2 separate regions of the Hordeum vulgare genome follow, and region 2 is linked to region 1. A link is a contact called in public Hi-C data. All regions are on one chromosome and are shown on one strand. The core of a region is the stretch at or near the end of the contact, and the rest is flanking DNA. Distances in the headings are between cores, read along the strand shown.

What was found. A called contact is a pair of places that touch in the nucleus more often than the background predicts.
Region 2: a Hi-C map of leaf shows a contact between it and region 1, with 3 times the contacts expected there. The contact joins the promoter of LOC123443054 here to the enhancer-like site in region 1. A contact is called at or near these places in 2 of 6 Hi-C or Micro-C datasets (leaf and seedling).

The regions. Positions count from the first base shown.
Region 1 is chr3H:79,967,739-79,974,543 of MorexV3_pseudomolecules_assembly, forward strand. No RefSeq gene overlaps it. Among protein-coding and RNA genes, the nearest start is that of LOC123439565, 150 kb to the left of the region's middle. Within about 2 kb of position 3,298, at least 1 of the 3 cell types and tissues checked has open chromatin away from gene starts, as enhancers often do. A contact at or near this core is called in leaf, where this site is marked.
Region 2 is chr3H:80,848,887-80,855,691 of MorexV3_pseudomolecules_assembly, forward strand. LOC123443054 (DEAD-box ATP-dependent RNA helicase 14) reads left to right here and starts at 3,560. Exons shown (of 12, transcript XM_045119292.1): 1 at 3,560-3,832; 2 at 3,941-4,203; 3 at 5,713-5,793; 4 at 5,929-6,048; 5 at 6,130-6,204; 6 at 6,661-6,805. The coding sequence starts at 3,955.

The sequences.
Region 1 (6,805 bases), core at 2,048-4,547:
CAAAGATAATCTCCTACATTGCAGAAAGTATTATCACATCAAGTTATGCGGACAAGAGTGGCCCCTAAAAACTGTTAACGCTAAGCAATTGGTTTGTTGTCTATCCGAAGGATATGACCGCAACTGAGAACATGAAGACAAAGTGAAGACGTAGTTTTTGTTTCATTGTTCTTTTTCTCTTTCATTGAGTCATAGGACCACCGTAATACTAAGAGGGGTATTAAGTTCAAAAGTTTTGATTCGCTCGTGCTAAATCAAATCCTATATGAGTTGAGTGAGAAATTTTTTTGTGTTGTGAGGAAATACTCACCAACAAGAGATTGTGTTCTTATTCGCTGCAAGAGATTTGTCTTAGACTGAGTAGTTAACATTACTTGTTCCTCAACTAATGTTATCATTGTCTTAAAATCCGATCGTTGAGAACGTGTCGGTTGGCAATTGGCTGGACCGCATGTCCAAAATGGTCATTTTCATTCATGGAAGGCTTAGGCTATAAATAGCCACCCCACACCGGATTTATCAGTTGGTTGCTCCATTTGATTCCGAGGTATTTGTGAGATACCCTCTCTCCTGAGTGATTTGAATTTAAAATCAACCGAGAGAAAATCCCAGAACCAGAAAATTAGACAATGGTTTAGCATCACTCAAATCTGAGTCTAGTACGCTCCACCTATTACTCTTGAGAGATGCCAACTCTCTAGACAGCTAGGTGTCAAAGTCTTAAGAAACCAAGAGTAATTGTGGTTCTCGAAGAAGTATGTAAAGGTTCGAAGATCACCTCAAGTATCTACCATGAGGAATCGGGAATGGATGATGAACCAATTGTCGAGGAGAATAGGGTGAAGAGAATTTATCTTTGGTGTTAAGTCACAGCCCCTCCAACGAGACATAGTCATTTTGTAGAAGGGCGAACTGGTCTATCAAACACCTTGTTGCCATCGAGCATTCACGGTGATTCTTATCGCATCTATCATTACCAAGGCTGTCAGAATCGCGATTCTGAATCGGATCGGAGCTCCGTTGGTAGGATCGTGAATCGTAGAATCATAACTACGAGGATCCTAGAATCTTAGATTCTATGAGCAAAATCGTAGAATCGGAGGGGCTAGTTTGGATCGTAAAGTCGTAAGATTCTAAGACTTGAGTCACGATTTTGACAACTTTGATCATTACCTTCGGTGTTCTACGAAGCATATCAATCATGTTATTTCCTTCGATGCTTGAGTTGTTATGTCTTTTCATACTCTAGTTGCTTCTAGTTGTAGCTTAGTTTCCTTTCATTCCATTGTAGGGTTCTGTGAGTTTAAGTTTTATAAAGAAAATTTTAAACTCACATTCACCCCCTCCTCTGGTAGACATACTGCATTCATACAATAGTGTTGGTCCGAAACTAGAGCGATCGAGATTAGTATGTGCCTCGTCTCACCACTAGCTAGGGCCACCAGCATTAGGAAACTACATTGTGCAGGGCCACCATGGAGAAACTCGAGGTCTAGTTTTACACGTACATGTTGCTTATCCACCTTGTCCTAATAACGAGATACACGGCTCCTATCAGTAGATTGACACGTCAGGAGGTCTTGCTGGTTTGGTTTTATCTTTGATGAGAGGCTTGTCGACTAGGATACCTTATAGCATCATGAACTCATGGTGTGAGGTTTTCCATCGGATGTGTGTGGTAATTTGTGATGGACTACTTGGAGCATCCCAATAGGGTTAATTTTTTTGGAAAGTCGTGCCCACGAATATGGGGGGATTTGGAAAGTTATAAAATACGGTTGTCGAGAACTTAGAATTAGACTCAATTAAAATACACCAACGGTGTGCAGAACTGTGATCGTCTCTTTTGTGATGTTTGAACCAAGAAGTGAACACGGTGGGGTTATGACTGAATAGTAAGCAGGTGTTCACGATCACTTCTAGATCGTTACCAGTTCATGATCGTTTATGCGTAAAATAGTCTTCTTCTTCTTGTACTCGTATGTTAGTCAGATGCAAATGCTTAGTGCTTCTTGTAGCCTCACCACTTAACCATTCCTTATCCATTAAGCTTTTTTAGTATTGGTACACTTTGAAACTAGATTGTTGAGTCCCTTAAAGGTTCACAGATTACTACAACACAAGGTCCAGGTATAGGTAAAGTGATGCTTGTTCGATTTGGAGTTCTTATTCTTTTTATTCTTCGAAGATCATAGGATGGCTTCGAGGTTGACAGCGTGGGATTAGCAAGGTCGGCGTCATCTTCTTTCATTTGTTTTCATCCGTAGTCGGATCCTGCTCTTATATATGATGATTACTATGTATTGATGTATTGAGATATTCATGTCGTAACTTGTGGTGAGTGTAAGCCCATATCTTTCATTTTATTTTCTTCAGTACATGTATTTCTGATGATATCCATCTTGCTAAAGTGTCTCCGATATGCACTTCTATCCTTAGCGATACTTTCAAGTTTCGTGGGGATAGGACCGCATATTGGGCATTACACATGCACACATATTGTTCGACAATATGGTCCAACCAGACTCGGTATATTCTTTGTCTCATATGACATTTGCACTGGTCAATTCATTTGTTGCACATATTATTTGATCAAACTTGTAAGATGATACATTAGTTGCGATGCATATTGTAGGACCAAATAATGCTTAACATAATAAATTGACAAGAGCATTTCAATTTGACATGAGGGTCCCAAATCTCTCGTGTTTGGAGTTAGGCAAACATTAGGCACAAAAAAGAAGAAGGTACTGAAGCCAAGAAGTCCAGCATTCACATAGTTTGAAGATGCTTTGTTGGTTTATAGTTAGTTGAACACTAGCACGGATCCTGCATCTCGAACCAGACATAAAGGAGTCCAATATTAAGAATATGTGGTGCCTCACCCAATCATTAGCAGGCGTTGCCCGTGCTTTCTTTGTCATAGATGGTCCACTATCCAAGAGAACCTGAGCAAGTTTCTTGGTTTTCTAAAACAAGTCGTTGGCCGAAACCAAAGCGGCATTGAAGTTTTTGCATGTTTGTAGTCTTGAGATGTCTACGTGAATTATCCACTAGTATAAAAACCTTGGAGCTACCCTCATGGATGGAGATGTTGTATCTTTCAATGGGTCAGGGAGATTAAAGGTAGGATAAATCACCAGTTTTTCTTTTATATAATGAGCTTTTTATATAATAAGCCGATGAGGCTTCAGTTTTCTCGAAAAAATTAGGATAAAGTTATAATGTTCAGGGTGTCGCCTTCTATGGCCCATGCCCCACAATTCATGACTCTACACCCATAGGGCCTCCACACCAGTGGCCCAAGAGCTGATGGCCCTCCATGCTTTTGCGCCAGCCAACCTCCACACACAAGCAAGCACGGTCAAGCAATGCACACAAACTAAGGGTATGTGATCCCCTAAATCCGGTTAGGGCGTAAAAAATCAGTTTACTCCTCTAACGGATACCTACTTGAACTCCTAATGTGTATAGTAGAGTAAAAAAATATTCCTCGGCCCCGCGGACGGCTAAATATACTCGACCTTCACCCGGTCGAGTAAAATTTGCTGCCACTTTTCGATGGCCCTGCGGACGGCTAAATATACTCGGCCTTCACCCCGCACTGCACTCGCACTCATGCACCTATCGACGACTAACCATCGACTCCGTCGCTTCCTCGCTCCCACCAAATGACCCACACCCCGACGGTCCCTTCCGATGTGCTCACGCTGCTGCTCATCGGTGAGTCTAGAGTCGCTGCTCTAGGCACCTTATTGCTTGATTTGCTCGCCCGCAAGTGATCAAACCAGCTGAAATCAAACGCAAAACGACCCTAGTTTTTCGCATGTGAGGGGCCTAAATATCCGGTTTTGAAAGTTGTCTTTTTAGAAAATGTGCATCCATTTCCAAAAACATATTTATCCGAAAAGATTCTAAAATTAAAAAAATCATTTTTTTCTATTGATTCAAAAATAAAAAATAAATCAAATGTGTTTAGTAATTTAAAAAATATCAAATTAAAAATAATCGTCGAATTCACAAAATGAGCATTGAATTCAAAAATCATATATTTTAAAAATGTTCATCGTATTAGAAAATGTTCATTTAATTAAAAAAGTTCTTGACTTCACATTTTGTTCATGAAATTTAAGAAAAATGATCATAGAATTTAAAATTTGTTCATCAAATATAAAAAATGTCCATAACTGCTAAAACATAGTTCTACAAAAATTCAAAAAAAATCATCCAAACTCTAAGGATATCCGGTTTTCAAGTCGTGAACATTTTTTAATTACAGCTATTTTAAGTTTGTAAAATTTGTCTAAAACTCTGAACTGTTTTAAACAAGCAATAAAACAGGAAAAAAATCATAAAAAAGCAAAAAAAAACTGGTCTACAGGTTAAGTTGTTTTCCATCGTGTAGAGCGATGAATGGCGCAACAAGAATAACTCGCACGAAGCAAATTAGTACGATGTTTTGTTGAAACGTCTACAGTAATAAGATTGGCTCATTCACTTATTATTAATAGAACACCTAAATGATAACGTACATAAGTGTGGCAGAAGGCAACATGATCCACACGCCTTTATAATCATTTACTTTGCCACGTCAAGCATACGACATCAGCAGATATTTTTTAGACTTATTTTTTTTATCTTTTAAATAAAAATCCAATTAAAAATCTGTTTTTATCATTAAATCCGTCTTGATGAGATATTCAAAATTAGATACCATATTGGTATATTCTGATGACCTTTTTTGGGGCCAAAAGTTGCTATGATGTTTACACTAAAGTTGCCATGACATCTTGTATCTCTTTTTTTCTAGATTTAAAGCTACCATTGTATTTCAACTACTCTTCATGATAATTTTTACTAATTGACCATTGCAAATTTTAGTAATTAACCATGGAAAATTTTATTCATACATCATGACAATTTTTAATAATTTATCATGGCAAACTGGGCTTATAGATCATGGCAATTTTAGTATTATGACAATGGCAATTCTATTATTTTGAACATGGAAAATATTTTTTCAATAACCATAGCAAATTTTAGTGCGTATATCATGCCAAATTTAAGTAATTCATCATGAAAATTTTAGTCTATAGTTCATGGAAAATGTGAGTCATTGACCATGCAGTCTTAAGTTAATTGAGGGGATATTTTATTTTTATTATGAAGCTTGTCAAAATTATTTCATGAATCATGGAAAATTTTAGTAATTCATTATGGAAAAAATAGTTTCTTAATTTTTTTATAACATGTTAAAATTTACTTTAAACATAGAAAAAAGCAGTTGAAATATATGATCACAATTTCAATGTAATCAAGATAACAATTTATATGCAATAGACATGGTAATTTTTAACACAAAAAAGTCGTCAAAACATATTCATATGAGATCTAGTTTCGAAGATCTGGTGCGTCGACCTTTATAATCATTTATTTTGACACATCAAACATATGACATCGGCAGATTTTTTTTTTTGACTTAAATTTATTTATCTTTTAAATAAAAATCCAATTAAAAACCATTTTTACCATTAAATCCGTCTCGATGAGATGTTCGAAATTAGATATCATATTGATATACCCCGATGACCTTTTTTGGGGCCAAAAGTTGCTATGATGTTTACACAAAAGTTGCCATAGTGTTTACAAGAAAATTGCGATGACATATTGTATCTCTTTTTTTCTCGATTTAAGGCTACCATTGTATTTCAACTACTCTTCATGGTAACTTTTATTAATTGACCATTGCCAATTTTACAAATTAACCATGGAAAATTTTATTCATGGATCATGACAATTTTTAATAATTGATAATGGCAAATTGGGCTTATAGATCATGTCACTTTTAGTATTATGACAATGGCAATTCTATTATTTTGAACATGGAAAATATTTAGTGCATGTATCATGCTAAATTTAAGTAATTCATCATGAAAATTTTAGTCTATAGTTCATGGAAAATTTGAGTCATTGACCATGCATTTTTAAATTAATTGACGGTATATTTCTTTTTTACTTATGAAGTATGTCAAAATTATTTCATGAATCATGGTAAATTTTAGTAATTCATTATGGAAAATTTTGTTTCTTAACTTTTTTTATAACATGTTAAAATTTACATTCAACATAGAAAAAAAGTAGTTGAAATATATCATGGCAATTTCAATGTAATCATGATAACAATTTATCTGCAATAGACATGGTAATTTTTAACACAAAAAAGTCATCGAAACATATCCATATGAGATCTAGTTTTAAAGATCTTGTCGCGACAAATTTAACGAAGAAAACGCTTTTTTAATCAACGGATAAAATATTTTGAACACTAAAAAGACGGAAGATTCCTCATGTGGTCGGATACTGCTTCCATCACGTCTGTAATGGTTATCGACGTCCATAGAATAAGAGAAGGGAAAGGAAGAAGTAGAAATCGATCTGTAATCCCGTGGAAGATAGCCAGCGCAGCTAACCATTGCGCCCAAGTCATGTCGTGATAAGTATTAGGCTAGCGACTAACTTGACGCAAGTCGATCCGGATTTTCCATTCGTTTTTCTAGTTTGTTTTCTACTTTTTTCAGTTTGTTATTTTACAGCATTTTACTTGTTTTTACTGGATTTTCCTTCTCTTTTTTACTTTCCTTTTTTTATTTTGTGTTTTTTATTTCTTTTCACGGTTCTCATTGTTTTACTTTAATTTTGTTTCTCTTTTTCTCATTTTGAATCGGTTTTCTTGTTTTCTCCCGGGCTTCTATGCACATTTTTGTATATGTATAAGAATAATTTAATACATGTCTAACATTCTTTA
Region 2 (6,805 bases), core at 2,310-4,809, 880 kb after region 1:
AGCCTTGACAAAGTTTTGCACAGGTGTGAATACACCAATCTTGTCTTGAATACTAGTAGGAATTTTTACGTCATATAACTTGACTTGCTTATAGCGATGACGGTCTCCCTCAATGCTCGAGGTTTTCATGAGCGAGAAAGTTTGATGCACACCCACTTAGTTTTATATATATAGTTTTCATACACTTATAGCTTTAGTGTATCCTATGCATGTCAACCCCTAATCCTCGCATTGATATCGATTGTAAGGTCTATCCATTGCCTAACGTTCTGCCTAGTTGATGTGAGACTTTCTCCACTTTTGTGTTCCCATATAAACCCCTACCATCATTCTCTTTGCCATCCAAAAGTGCCAAGACCATGGCTCACGCTCACGTATTGAGTGGAGTTAAAAATGCTGAAACGAGAAAAATTATAATACAATTGCTTGGTTTTGCACCGGGGTACTCTTCATTTGATATATCTATGCAGGGAAGGCTAAGCGTGCCATGCTTATCATAATCAAGGGTATAGATGTTGTTTTCTTTAACTTCATTATCATGAAAGACAATGACGAATTACATGCATGTTTTATATTATTGCTCCAATATCAAATTGATAGACCACTGCATTGAATCATTCCTATCCTAATATTCATGCCATGATAATATTATTTGATCAAGATTATTATAGGTAGCATTCCATATGAAAATTATGTTCGTTTTATCATTTACCTACTCGAGGACGAGTATGAATTAAGCTTGGGGATGACGATACATCTTTGTCATATCTATAATTTTTGAATGTTTCGTGTTATTAATTAATCACTTTCACATACTTTTTGTAATAACTCATATGATTTTCTTGGACTACAAATTAATCTAACGCCCATCGACAGTTCATGTTTTTTGCATGTTTTTTTATTTCGCAAAAATCCATATCAAACGAAGTCCAAACAAGATAAAATTTTATAGATATTTTTTATGAAATTATGTGATTTTTGGTGCAAGAACCAACAAAAGAGGGGCCCACACGTGCCACAAGGCAGGGGCGCGCCTACCCCCAAGGCGTGGGTAGGTGCCTTGTGGGCACCCCGTAAGTCGGTTGGAGCTTTTCTTCGATCGGAGTTATATATCTCCGGATATAAAAGAAACAACGTCCAGCCAGAAAATAAGGACGCGGAATAGAGAAGAACTACCTGATGTATCCCCTATTTAAACATGGTGTTTTATGTTATATATTATTATCCAATGATGTGTAGTCATCTTATGATATTTGGAAAGATCTCTTTTATTCTATGGATTGATTGATGATCTTGATTGGTTTGAGTTGCATATTTTATTTTAGTGTTGTCCTATGATGTCTTTTGTGTCGTGCACTCGTGGGAGATTACCGTTGTAGGATGTTTCAATATGTTCATGATTCACTTATAGTGGGTTGCGGGAGTGGCAGAAGGTTAAACCCGAATAAAACAATTGCTGCACATGGGATAAAGGAGACTTTACACTTAATGCTACGGTTAGTTTTACCTTAATGATCTCGAGTAGTTGTCGATTCTTGCTAGATTTTCAATCATAAGTTCATGTGATTCAAATACAGAAAGTATTTGCTTATGCCTCTCCTTCATATAAAATTGCAATAATGATTATCGATCTTGTTATCAATTGTCGAGGACAATCTTGCAAATCCTACCATCACTTTCCACACTCACTATACTAACTTAATTACTCTTTATTAAAACAACACCTAATTTTTATTTCTGCGTTCTTTATTATTTTGCAAACCTACCGAGATACACCTACAAAGTAATTTTATTCTTGTCCTAGGTAAAGTAAGCGTTAGCGCGTAGAATTGTATCAGTCATCGATAACTTGAGAAAATATTAATTCTACCTCCTCGTTGGCTTCAACACTTTTATTTATCAAAAAGGCTACAAATGATCCCTTATACTTGTGGGTTATCAGTTTGTCGGTCTAGAAAGCGCCGCCCGCTACACACCTGGCTGAACACGCCTCCCTCGCCGCATTCAAACGCCTTCAATAAACTCGTGCATGTGTCCAAAAACCTACTCCGACCACCCGTCCGTTCACGAGTTGGTCGACAGTAAACACAACAACGGACAAGCTCCTCGCGCCCACCCGCTATATAAGGGAGGCCAGACGTCGGTACAGAATCGTACCACTCCTCCGCTCCCTATTTGCTCCTTCCACCATTTTCTCAACCCTTTCCATGGCATACGACGAGCAGGAAGATCAGTTGTGTCTTATAAAAGCCCACTGGTGGCCCGTCGAGCCCGTCGGATACGAGCCAAGCAACACATTGCTCCACCTCGCTCGTCGAGCCCAACGGAGCAAGTGGCCGCTCCGTGCTGGTGCATGTTTGAACAACTTGCTGCTCCAAGCCAGCTCGCGGAGTAGTGGCGAGTTGCTCTAGCCTCCAGGCCAGCACGACGGAATGAGCATCGTGGTTGTCGTGGATGAGGCCAGACGCCGAGCCATTCGACGTCAACATTCTCAGAATCGTGCCCCGCCGACGGAGAAAGAAATCGGCTTTGAGATTGACGAGGCGACGACCAACACGTTCGCGGCCGCCACCTAGGCGTCGACGCGTCGGCGGCGTACACAACCGATGTCTCGCCCTCTCTCGCGGGCCACCATCGTCCCCGCCCTAAAAACCAACCCTTATCCGCGCTTCATGGAAGTGGATGCCCCCTTCACCTCCGGCTGAAGCACCCCATTTACCACTCAGATGAGCGGCATAGGCAGAGATAGGGAAGATATGGGGGAAGAATATACCTCTGGGGCTCCTGGCAGTCCGATGAGTGGACTGACATGCATGGGAATACAAAGGGATCCGTCGCGGCCGACCGTAGAGTAATATAATGTATACGTGTCGTGAGATTAGAGCTCCATACGGTCGACCCTGACTAGCATAATGTATCCGTGTAGTTGGAATGAAGCTCCGCGGGGCCGGACTTGCACATAGTTTTGACCATTTTAGTAAAAATATATTAAAAATGTAAATGTTTCCGTTTGGTAATATAAAATCTGTCTTTGCATGGATTTCATTCGAATTTGTAGAAAAAATGTTTGGAATGTATGCGGGTCAGCGATGCCCTCACCAGGTTTTCCAAGGCACGTGTTCGGTGAAGTTCAATAGCAAAGCGTTAGCCTCAAACAAGAACGTTTATAGTCAAGGCAAAGACGTATTTGCCTCCGCCCGTGTTCTTTCGCTGTTCACCGTGCATGGAGGACGTATTTTTCCTCCGTACTTGTCATTTCTCCTCCTCTTTAAACATGCGGATAATTTCTGCTTTTCCGTGAGACGAGAACAGGCACGCACACGAAGAAGCAGGCGAGAGCGTTTGCCAGAACTAAAGCAAAGCAGTAGCTGGGCTAGGCGGTGTGCGGGCCGAAAGCAGCAAAGAAGCAACGAACCTCGGGCCGGGCCGGGCCGTGCCGTGCGCGGGCGAGGGCCTTGCACTTTTCGAGCTTCCCGATCCCACCACCACTTGTCTCAGCTGGCCACCCTGTCAGTACCATTCCTCGCTCGCCCGGCCGGGGTCAGGGTCAGGCCAGGGCAGGTGTGTGAGCGAGGCACCACCACACCATCGACGCCTCCGCTCCCATTCCTGGGACTACTTTTCCATCGGCCTTCGGCCCCCACCCACCCTACTTAACCAGGCGACCGCCGCGCCCCGCATCGACGAGGAAGGAAAGGGTTCCCACACCCACCCACAGCAAAGGGCAACGCGCAGCCACAGCGCGACACCCAGGGCTCCCTCCCCCACCCCTTCCTCCGTCCGCCGCGCCGCCGCCAGCACCCCCCTCGCGCCCGCGCCGCCGATCGCTAGGGTTCGTCCGCCCGTCCCTCCGATCTCCTCCGTCCCGCCTCGCCCCGCGAGCGCATTGCGGCTTGGTCTTCTTGATCTGATTCCCCTCTTTCTTTTCCTTTCCGCGTAGGGTTGGGAGGAGGAATGGCGTCCGCGGCGCCGCGCTACGCGCCGGAAGATCCGACGCTGCCCAAGCCCTGGAGGGGCCTCATCGATGGCACCACCGGCTACCTCTACTTCTGGAACCCGGAGACCAAGGCCGTCACCTACGACCGCCCCACCGGCCCTCCTCCCCCCGTCGCCCCCGCCCCGGCCCCGGCCCCCGCCCCCGCTCCCGTCCAGCAGCCCCAGTACCACCACGACGAGAGGGCCAGGCACAGAGACCCGCCCGAGGTATAACGCCCAAACCATCTCCCTCCCCCCTTCGCTTTGGGTTTTTTTCTTACCTCCCCCGTCGCTTCTGTAGCTTGATTTCTGGGGTGTAAGTAAATGTACGCACGCACGAGATTTCCTTTGTGATTCGTTCGTTTGTCGCATAGCGGCTGCAGGGTCAAGTTGCGGCGAGCCGCTCGTGAAATGCGCGTGGCCTCCCCATCATTTGGAGGTGTAGGGTTATCTCCTCCTCATCTTCTCATCGTTCGCACGCTACTGTTACATCATTGTTTGTTTGTTTGTTTGTTTCGCGTTGTATCTGTCTCATAATGTATAAAACCATGGTTTACAACACGAACGCCACTAACTAGGAGGCAGAGAAGTTTATTTTGGCCTATTGCATGTTGGGATTACATTATGTATGTGCTTTGCATTGTATTTGTGTCATCATTAACACAAGCATGACTTACAATAGCAATGCCACTTGAACTATGAACCGCAAATATCTCTGGTGTTTGCCGCTGCTCACAGATTTAGATAGCAGGGCCAGGCACAGAGACCCGCCGGAGGTAACTCCCAAGTGATCTCCCATTTTTGGGGTTTTGTTCCTCCCCTGCCGCTTCTGTAGCTTGATTTTTTTCGTTTGTCGCTTAGCAGCCGCAAGCGCAAGCTGCAGAATGCGTGTGCCTCCCGATCATTCGAAGGTGGGATTTTTTCTCCTCATCTTCCCATCATTCGCATGTTACTGTTACATTGTTTTTTGTTTATTCCGCGTTGTATCTGTCTCATAACGTAGACATCTAGATGAGCATGCTTTGCAACATGAATGCCACTGATTGTTCAGCATGAAGTTCAGTTCTTTGGGCAACCCACACAAATGCCATTAACTAGGAGGTAGAGGAGTTTAGTTTTTTCTGTCATGTAGCATGTTGCGGTTACATTTTAGGCTTTGCACTGTACTTGTCACATCATTAACAGAAGCATGATTTAGAATAGCAATGCCACTTAAAACTATGAACCGGAAACTTGTCTGGCGTTTGCTGCGGTTCTGGGTTGATCTTCAGGGTTGCTATCTATGCCGGCACTGGTGAGTCCAAGACGATGGCTTCCTCGGGCTGACCGAGTCCTGCCACCCACCTGCTGTCTCTTTTAGGCCTTCAAGGGTGGTTGGTGCGTCGACAAGGGAAGTTCTGTTGGAGTAGTTACTCCTTGGAGGTGGCCAGAGTTGGTCTGTGATGTTCTTTTAAGGGCAGGCCCTTTTGCTTTGCGGTTGTAATTTGTGCGGTGGTTAGTCTTCAGATTAACTTTAGTGTGGAGTTTGTGCTACCCTTGCTGTTCGCAGCGAGGGAGAGTCTTCTTGTAATGTTTCTCTGCCTTCTATAAAAATATGTTATGCCTTGGCGTACTCTCAAAAAGTGCGGAAATTTTAGTTTGTTAAGCCTACTGATAACTGTCACGACTCCTGAAGAAGGGGGGGGGGGTCTATTTCATTTACTATGCAGTATCATAAGATGCCGTTTTTGTTTTCAGCGGCACACTGAATCTGCCGGAAACCGCATGCAGAATGCGCCCTTTGCTGATCACAAGGCCAGGAACGATCCTTCTTTTGAGGTAACATATTTCTAGCACGTTACAGGTCACTTACTTAATACTGCATTGCTCTATAAATGCCGCAGGAGTGCCACATTAACTGTGATGCAGATCTTGTTCTGTTCCCCAATGGTAACATGCTATCTTCTTTTTCAGCAGCGCCCTTCAGCTGGAGTAAATCCTGCCCCCATGCCTTCTACTAACCCAGCTCCGCAGGCTGCCAATGGAAACATGTCGGTAGATGCATACCGTAAAAAGCACGAGATTACTATTATTGTATGTGTTCAACTTCTTTTATGCCCCCAATCACTTCTTGTTGTTATGTGTGATGTTACTTACTTATTCCACACCTTTCAGTGCCCGGGAAGGGAAGCTCCACCGCCATTCATGTCGTTTCAGTCCACTGGCTTCCCATCGGAGATTCTAAGGGAGGTATGTGAGCATAATGCATACAAGTAGCAATACCTTGTACTATATTTGAAGTCAACAATTTTAATTGGAGTTCAACATGTTCTGTTGTCTTAACCAGCCTGCTATGGTTTGAAAACTATGCTCTTTGTTTTGTTTTTTCATATTTAGCTACAATATACCTGAATTAGTTTCTACTTCCTCCATTCCTAAATATAAGTCTTTGTAGAGATTTCACTATAGACTACATACGGATGTATATAGACATACTTTAGAGTGTAGATTCACTCATTTTGCTCCGTATGTAGTCCGTAGTGAAATCTTTAAAAAGACTTATATTTAGGAACGGAGGTAGTATATAGCTAAATTGTTATATCATAGGGAACCTTTCCCTTTTTGTCCTATTGTACATTGGGCTTGTATATTTAGGTTGTATGAGATACAAGTACTCAGTTGTTCACATATTACTCATGTCTACAGGTGCAGCAAGCAGGATTCTCTGCACCAAGTCCTATCCAAGCTCAATCGTGGCCGATTGCTCTAAAAGGTAGTGATATTGTAGCTGTGGCGAAGACAGGTTCTGGAAAAACCCTGGGTTATCTACTCCCAGGGTTTATACTTGTTA